Regions from separate parts of the Mus musculus genome. Here region 2 is linked to region 1. A link is a contact called in public HiChIP or PLAC-seq data. All regions are on one chromosome and are shown on one strand. Each heading gives the region's core, a stretch centred on a gene start, on an enhancer-like site or on the middle of the called end of the contact. The rest is flanking DNA. Distances are from core to core; before and after follow the strand shown.

Evidence for each region. HiChIP or PLAC-seq counts read pairs in DNA pulled down with a chosen protein or histone mark.
Region 2: a contact with region 1 is called in a FOXA1 HiChIP or PLAC-seq map of pancreatic cancer cells. The contact joins two enhancer-like sites. A contact is called at or near these places in 3 of 39 promoter capture datasets (embryonic stem cells, hippocampal neurons and stem cell-derived epiblast-like cells), 2 of 484 Hi-C or Micro-C datasets (both in embryonic stem cells) and 1 of 115 datasets of contacts at active chromatin or transcription factors (pancreatic cancer cells).

The regions. Positions count from the first base shown.
Region 1 is chr19:44,749,488-44,752,555 of GRCm38.p6, reverse strand. It overlaps a transcript of Pax2 not described here. Among named protein-coding and RNA genes, the nearest start is that of Pax2, 5.9 kb to the left of the region's middle. RefSeq lists a cis regulatory region at 1-480 and a promoter at 1-3,068. Within about 2 kb of position 1,620, at least 69 of the 459 cell types and tissues checked have an H3K27ac peak or open chromatin away from gene starts, as enhancers often do. A contact at or near this core is called in pancreatic cancer cells, where this site is marked.
Region 2 is chr19:45,547,067-45,550,134 of GRCm38.p6, reverse strand. No RefSeq gene overlaps it. Among named protein-coding and RNA genes, the nearest start is that of Gm41856, 3.6 kb to the right of the region's middle. Within about 2 kb of position 1,449, at least 35 of the 459 cell types and tissues checked have an H3K27ac peak or open chromatin away from gene starts, as enhancers often do. A contact at or near this core is called in pancreatic cancer cells, where this site is marked.

The DNA.
Region 1 (3,068 bases), core at 371-2,870:
CCCCCTGCCTAGCCCGCTTTCTGGTCACATTGGAGGATTTTTTTTTTTTTTGGAAGAGCTTCTGGTACAATATGGAGCACCGTGGGCTGCAATTTCACACTCCACAGCACATTCTCCCTAAAGCTACTTTTTTTTTCATCTAAGACCCCCTAATTTCTGCTTCCTCGCGCTCTCCCTTTCTCCCTCCCTCCCGCTCTCTTCTTTTCCCGCCTTTGTTCCCAATATTTGGACACCCCACAAGAATCCCGGGGGTCCTGACTGCCAGCTGGCCCCGCCCGCCTGGTCGGTTGGTCCTGATGAGGCGGCGCGCACGTGCTGAGCCTTTATCCTTTCTGGCCCCTCCTCCCTTTAACCCTGCTTTCCTTCATAAGAGGACCTAGCAACCTCTCCGGCCCTTCACAGCCCCTTTGAGGAGCAACGACAATACAAACCACTTGGCCACCAAAGGGGCCTCATACTGGCACGGGTCAGCCAGGTGGCGGCCTGTGGACCACTGAACTGGGAGGGGGGGTTAAAAAATAGTCAAAACATGGCCAACAGGCTCACACAGTAGGAGTGGAGAACTATGACCAAAGAGGAAAAGCTGGGGTGGGGGAGGAAGAATCAAGGAGACCCCCAGAATCAGGATGGATAATCTGACCCCTAGCTCAGACCTGAATAGTACTAGCGCCGAGCACTCATGAAAGAGTGCTAAAAGCAACCATTCACCCTACAGCCTACAGGAAGGAGAAGTCAGCCTGCATAGTCTCTTTACTTCTGTAGACCCCAGTTTACTCACCTGTAAAATGGGGATAATTACACTTGTCCACTATGGAGCCCACCAGTGGACACCTTGAAAGGCAGTTATTTCTATAGTAGAGGAAGGTGTAATAGTCCAGCTTTCTGAACACCTGACCCCACAAAGAGGGAAGGGAGGAACCCGAGCTTGCAGGCTGCCAGGCTGGGGGTGTTTTCCTTCCTACTCCTACCCCATAGATGTCCCTGGTTTCCCCACTGCTTCTCCTTCCTCTAATACTTCTTTCCACACTCCCGCCCCTTCCCTTTTGACTATACCACACCCATCCAGGTTTTTCTTCATCTCTTTTGCCACTCCTCCAATCCTACTTCTTTAACGCCCCCTCACCCCCACCCCAAGTCTACTATAACCGCTAGATCAGTTCAATTTCTCACCCACATCCCCAACCATCGGGTTAATTGGGACCGGAGGCTCGGTCCCCTATGGGCCACACCGTTTAAAAAAAAAAAAAAAAAAAAAAAAAAAAAAAAAAAAAAAAAAAAAAAACCTTTGGCAGAGGCTGGGGAAGGAAATCCCATTCTGTCCGGTTCCAAACAAAGAGAGTTGGTCCTCCCAGAACCTGCAGTCAACTTGCCAAAGACCGAGTAGAGATGAAACAGTGGGCAGAGCCTAAGAGGAGGCAGAGGGAGGGGAGAAGAGGTGAAAAACGAGGACTCAAAGTGGGTGCTGAGACCACCGAAAAGAGAACTGTCCCTTGAAGGCCTGCTGAGGCTGGCTGGGCAAAGCCGGTTTCCACCGGGCCATCTGCCCCCTCCTCCTCTGAGCCTGGGTGAGAGAGTCCAAGGGTGGCTGAGTGTTGGTGGGGAAGTAATGATTAACTTCCTCTTAGCCTGCTGGAGCCCGCGGCTCACCGGGCTGTGGTGGAGGGAGACTGTGCTGGCTGATCCGGGGTGTCCCCAGCGCCACCCGCCACCGCCACAGCTACTACAGGGACCGCAGAGGGAGGGGACAGGAGGTAGCAAGAGGTAGTTGAAAGGCAACTGAGTGCTGGATAACTCCAGATGAGGGGAAGCTAGGGGTAGCGGCTGAATAGACAGGGCCAACACTTCGGCAAGGGAAGGGGCTGTGTGCGAAGGAGGGCTCTTGGCCCTGCTGCGGCGAGGAATAGTTGGAGAGGGGCGGGAGCACCAGGGCAGAGTTTCCCCGGAGTTGCGAACAGACACCAAATCTACTGTCTCGGATCCAACCGCGCGCCGCCCTCCCTTCCTCCTCTCGCCGCAGCTGTGTGGATGTGAGGAGCAGGCGGAGCGCGCCTGAGCCGGGAGCCGGTAAGGCAGAGCGAAACCCGCCAGCGAGGCAAGGGAGGCCTTGTGGGCACGGCCACCGAGGCTGGGGAAGGGCTGCAAGGTGGCTGAAAACAAAGGACCGGAGAGGAGGGGAGAGAGGACCCAGGGGCAAGAAGGGCAGGCTGAGTTGGGGGCGGGGGAGGCCCTAGGAAAGGATTTGGGGGAGTGAGGCAGACCAAGGTTTGTACCAGCCTGCCTCTGCCACCAAGCCTTGCTTAGACTCCCTCCGGGGATCTGGCCCCACATTCTGTGACCTCGGGTCAGGATGGGGGCTCTAGTCCGGAGTTGAAGCAGCTGCCGGGGGTGGGGGTCTTGTAAGTATGTGAGCTTGGAGGTGACAGATTGGTGGAAAGAGATGGGGAGGGAAGGTCTCTGCTACGGGTTAGATTTCTGCTTTTGGTGCTGCAAGCCTCTGCCTTCTGCTCCCTGCAAACCAGAGCACCTATTCCCTCCAACTTTGCTGGAGCAGAAACATTCTTTTTTTTTTTAAGTTCCCTTCTTTGGTCAGAAAAGGGATGATTTGGTTTGAGAGTTTAAGGTCATCTGTGTCCAGGGTTGTCTCTTACATTTCTGCCACTGTCCCTAAAGAGAAAAAGCAGCCCAAAGTGAAGCTCAGAGAGAAGGGAGCTCAGACTCGGGAGTTCTCCTACCACGTCTAGGCTGGCAATGAGCTCTAGATAGACCCGTGGCTAACGAATAAATTGATGAAACTGATTAACGAAGGGAGGAAAAACCCTTTCAATGTCTAAATCAATTAGAAGAATTCCTAGTGTCTTTAGAGGCAGAGCATCTCTTGTGAGGTGTTTGGCTGAATGTGTTTGAGTGCTATAAGGGATTTTTTTTTTTTTTTTTTGAGCAGTGACGTTTAGGCAAACAGCTGTGTTCCACGCTGGGCTGAGGTAGAAGCCCCGGACTCATTTCCAGCGCCTCCCCCTCCCCACTCAGCCCTCAGCCCAGGCTGCTCTGAGGCCGGCCTAGGCTGCCCA
Region 2 (3,068 bases), core at 200-2,699, 800 kb before region 1:
TGCCCTCCAGTCAGAACCAGCCAGCCATTTTCCCAGAATCTCCGAGTCCCTGGGCAGCCCTGCTTCCAAGCTCTGGAACCCAAGCTCTGGAACTGGAGAGAGAGGCTCCTAGCTAAGGCCCCAAGAGAAAAGTAGTCTGAGACTTTGGACCAGGTCTCATCTGCGACATCCTTCCTCCTCAGCTCTGATCCCCGTGGAAGAGCCTCCCTGAGGAAGGCCCTGGGCCCCAAGACAAGGAGATGCCCCCGGGGACGATGAGCTGCTTGAAAGGACCCCGAGAAAGCCACCAGAAGATGGGCCTGAACTGATAAACTATCTCTTCTCCAATGGCTGTGGAGTCTCTGTGTAGAACCTGCTAGACCCAGGCCTGGCCCTGACAGGATAAGCCTGTCACCTCAGACAGTGCCCTTCCTTGCCTGCTCCAGGAGCTGCGACCCAGCCATCACTGTATGAGTGCAGGTTCCCTGGGTATGCACCCGGTGTCCCTTGTTTGTGTGCCTACCACACATTTCTGGGCCCTGTAGCTGTGGTGTGAGTACCAGTGTCTCTAGCTAGCCTCTGGGTACAGTCCCCATGTCACCAGGGGCTCAGGCAGGTGTGTGGGCTTGTCAGGGGACCCTGGTTGTGCTGGTCAGGGACTAGAAAGGTAGGGGAGTCCTGACTGGACTCGGAGCTCTGGGTCCCTGTGTCCATGGTGGAGACCGCAGGGCGGACCGCTTGCGTCAGCCTTGAGCGGCCATCAATAGCGCGCGGTTAATTAATTTGATGGGAACAGCAGGGACCGCCGTTTGCATTTAGTGAAGTTCCAGGAACTTCCAACCCCATCTTCATAATTGGCCTCATAAATTGTAAGAAAGAGAGAGATCAGCAAAGCGGGAGGGAGGAGGGGCCGCCCGTCCGTCCTTATTTAATTTTATTGCTGAAATTCATCTTTTTAGCCTCCTCCGCCTGAATCGGCTCTCCCTGCCGGATTTGCCTAATCATGATAAATTAATATTCATTTCCCCACCTCTTACCCAGCTCCCGCGCTTGGATGGAGTCAGGATGGTCTTCTTCCAGCCCCTCTGCCTTGGTTGGGAGATGACCCCCAAAGCGAAGCTTGTGTACTGCACTAAAATTGGCCCTTGGGGAGAGCAGGAGGGAGCCTGGGAGAAAGATGGGGTTGTGTTCCTTGGGGAGGAGGGGGCTCCCAAGACTGATAGGAACTCACAGGCCTCAGGAAGCTGACATTAACTACAAGTGGCTAGCCAGGGCTGGGTTAGAAGGACAGGAAGGCTGCTAGAGACCCGGAGGCTGAGCCACACGGGCAGACAGGGTAAGCTGAGGAGGTGAGACTGAAACAGAGTTGGTCACCCTCTGATCCTTGTCCCACTGCACTCCCTCAGCTAGAGATGAGCCACCTTGCCAGGTCCGAGGGTTCCTGTGGGTACCATGGGTCTCTGACCACTCTCTCTCAGTACAGTTATCAGGATGTCTGGAAACAACACACGGACACTTGTGCAGGGCTGTGCTGGGCTAGACTGGGCTGGACTGGACTGGGCTGGACTGGACTGGGCTGGGCTGGGCTGGGCTGGGCTGGACTGGGCTGGGCTGGGCTGGACTGGGCTGGGCTGGGCTGGGCTATGCTGGGCTGGGCTGGGCTATGCTGGGCTGGGCTGGGCTATGCTGGGCTGGGCTATGCTGGGCTGGGCTATGCTGGGCTGGGCTGTGCTGGGCTGTGCTGGGCTGGGCTATGCTGGGCTGGGCTGTGCTGTGCTGGGCTGTGCTGGGCTGGGCTGGGCTGGGCTGTGGGTGGAGTCTCACTAGGAGGTCCCCCATCCTGCACCTCCCTGGGTGGAGGCTCCAGTCTAAAGGAGCACAGTCCCCTCTGCTGCTCACATCCTGTTCTGTTAGGCACAAGGCCTGCCAATTTTATGCAGAAACTGATGATCAGACATGAACAGTGATTGGTCCAGTGCTCCACATAGATTGGGAGGTCTGGAACTAGGGACAGAAGGATGTGTATACCTGAGAGGCTGGGAGTGGTGAGCATGGTCCCTAGGGACCTGGCCTTTAGAGAGTGGGCAGAGCATTCTGCTCTAGGGTGTGAGCTCTCTCTCTCTCTCTCTCTCTCTCTCTCTCTCTCTCTGTGTGTGTGTGTGTGTGTGTGTGTGTTTTGATTTTTGGTTTTTCGAGACAGGGTTTCTCTGTATAGCCCTGGCTGTCCTGGAACTCACTTTGTAGACCAGACTGGCCTCAAACTCAGAAATCCACCTGCCTCTGTCTCCCAAGTGCTGGGGTTAAAGGCGTGCGCCCCCACGCCCGGCTTGTGTGTGTGTGTTTAAATGATTTTATTTTTATGTACATTTGTGAGCTGCCATGTGGGTGTTGGGAACTGAACCTGGATCCCCTGGAAGAGAAACCAGTGCTCTTAACTGCTGAGCTGTCTCTCTAGCCCCTGGGGTTATATTGTATTACATAGCAAAGGGGACATTATCTAACCATACAAGCCCCTTAAAAGGAGAGCTGCCTCTGGTTGGTGGCAGGTGGAAGGGCGGTGGACGAGAGATCTGAAGCATGAGCAGGAACTCTGGGGGCCTCAAGGAGCAGTGGTGCTGATGCAAGAAACAGTCCCCACAGCCATCAGGAACGGATGCTGCCAGCCACAAACGTGGGCATGCGAGGACTTTTTCTTTAGAGCCCTACTGGGATCCCAGGATAACCAGGACTCTCAATCCAGCCTGTGGGGCCCTAAGTAGCGAGCTCAGGCAACCTGACCTGAGTTTCTGCCCTGCACCACGGCTGTTGGAAAGGGCCAAGAGTGTGAACGTGTACTGTGTAGCAGTTAGAGGAGATGCACAAAGCCTAGGGGAGCCTTAGGAAGCTCCTGTAATGGTGAAGCTGGGGGAGGTGTGGAGACTCCACTCACACAGCTCCCTGCCCTCCAGATTTCCCAGGGCAATAATTGCTCCCAGTTTCCAGACTCTTCCGTCTCTTCTGCGGCTGATCATGGAATCAGATCCTTGTAAGCACTTCAGTGTGTGGCGTGTGCATCTGTGGAGCCTGGAACCTGGATGGAGTCGCTGTGA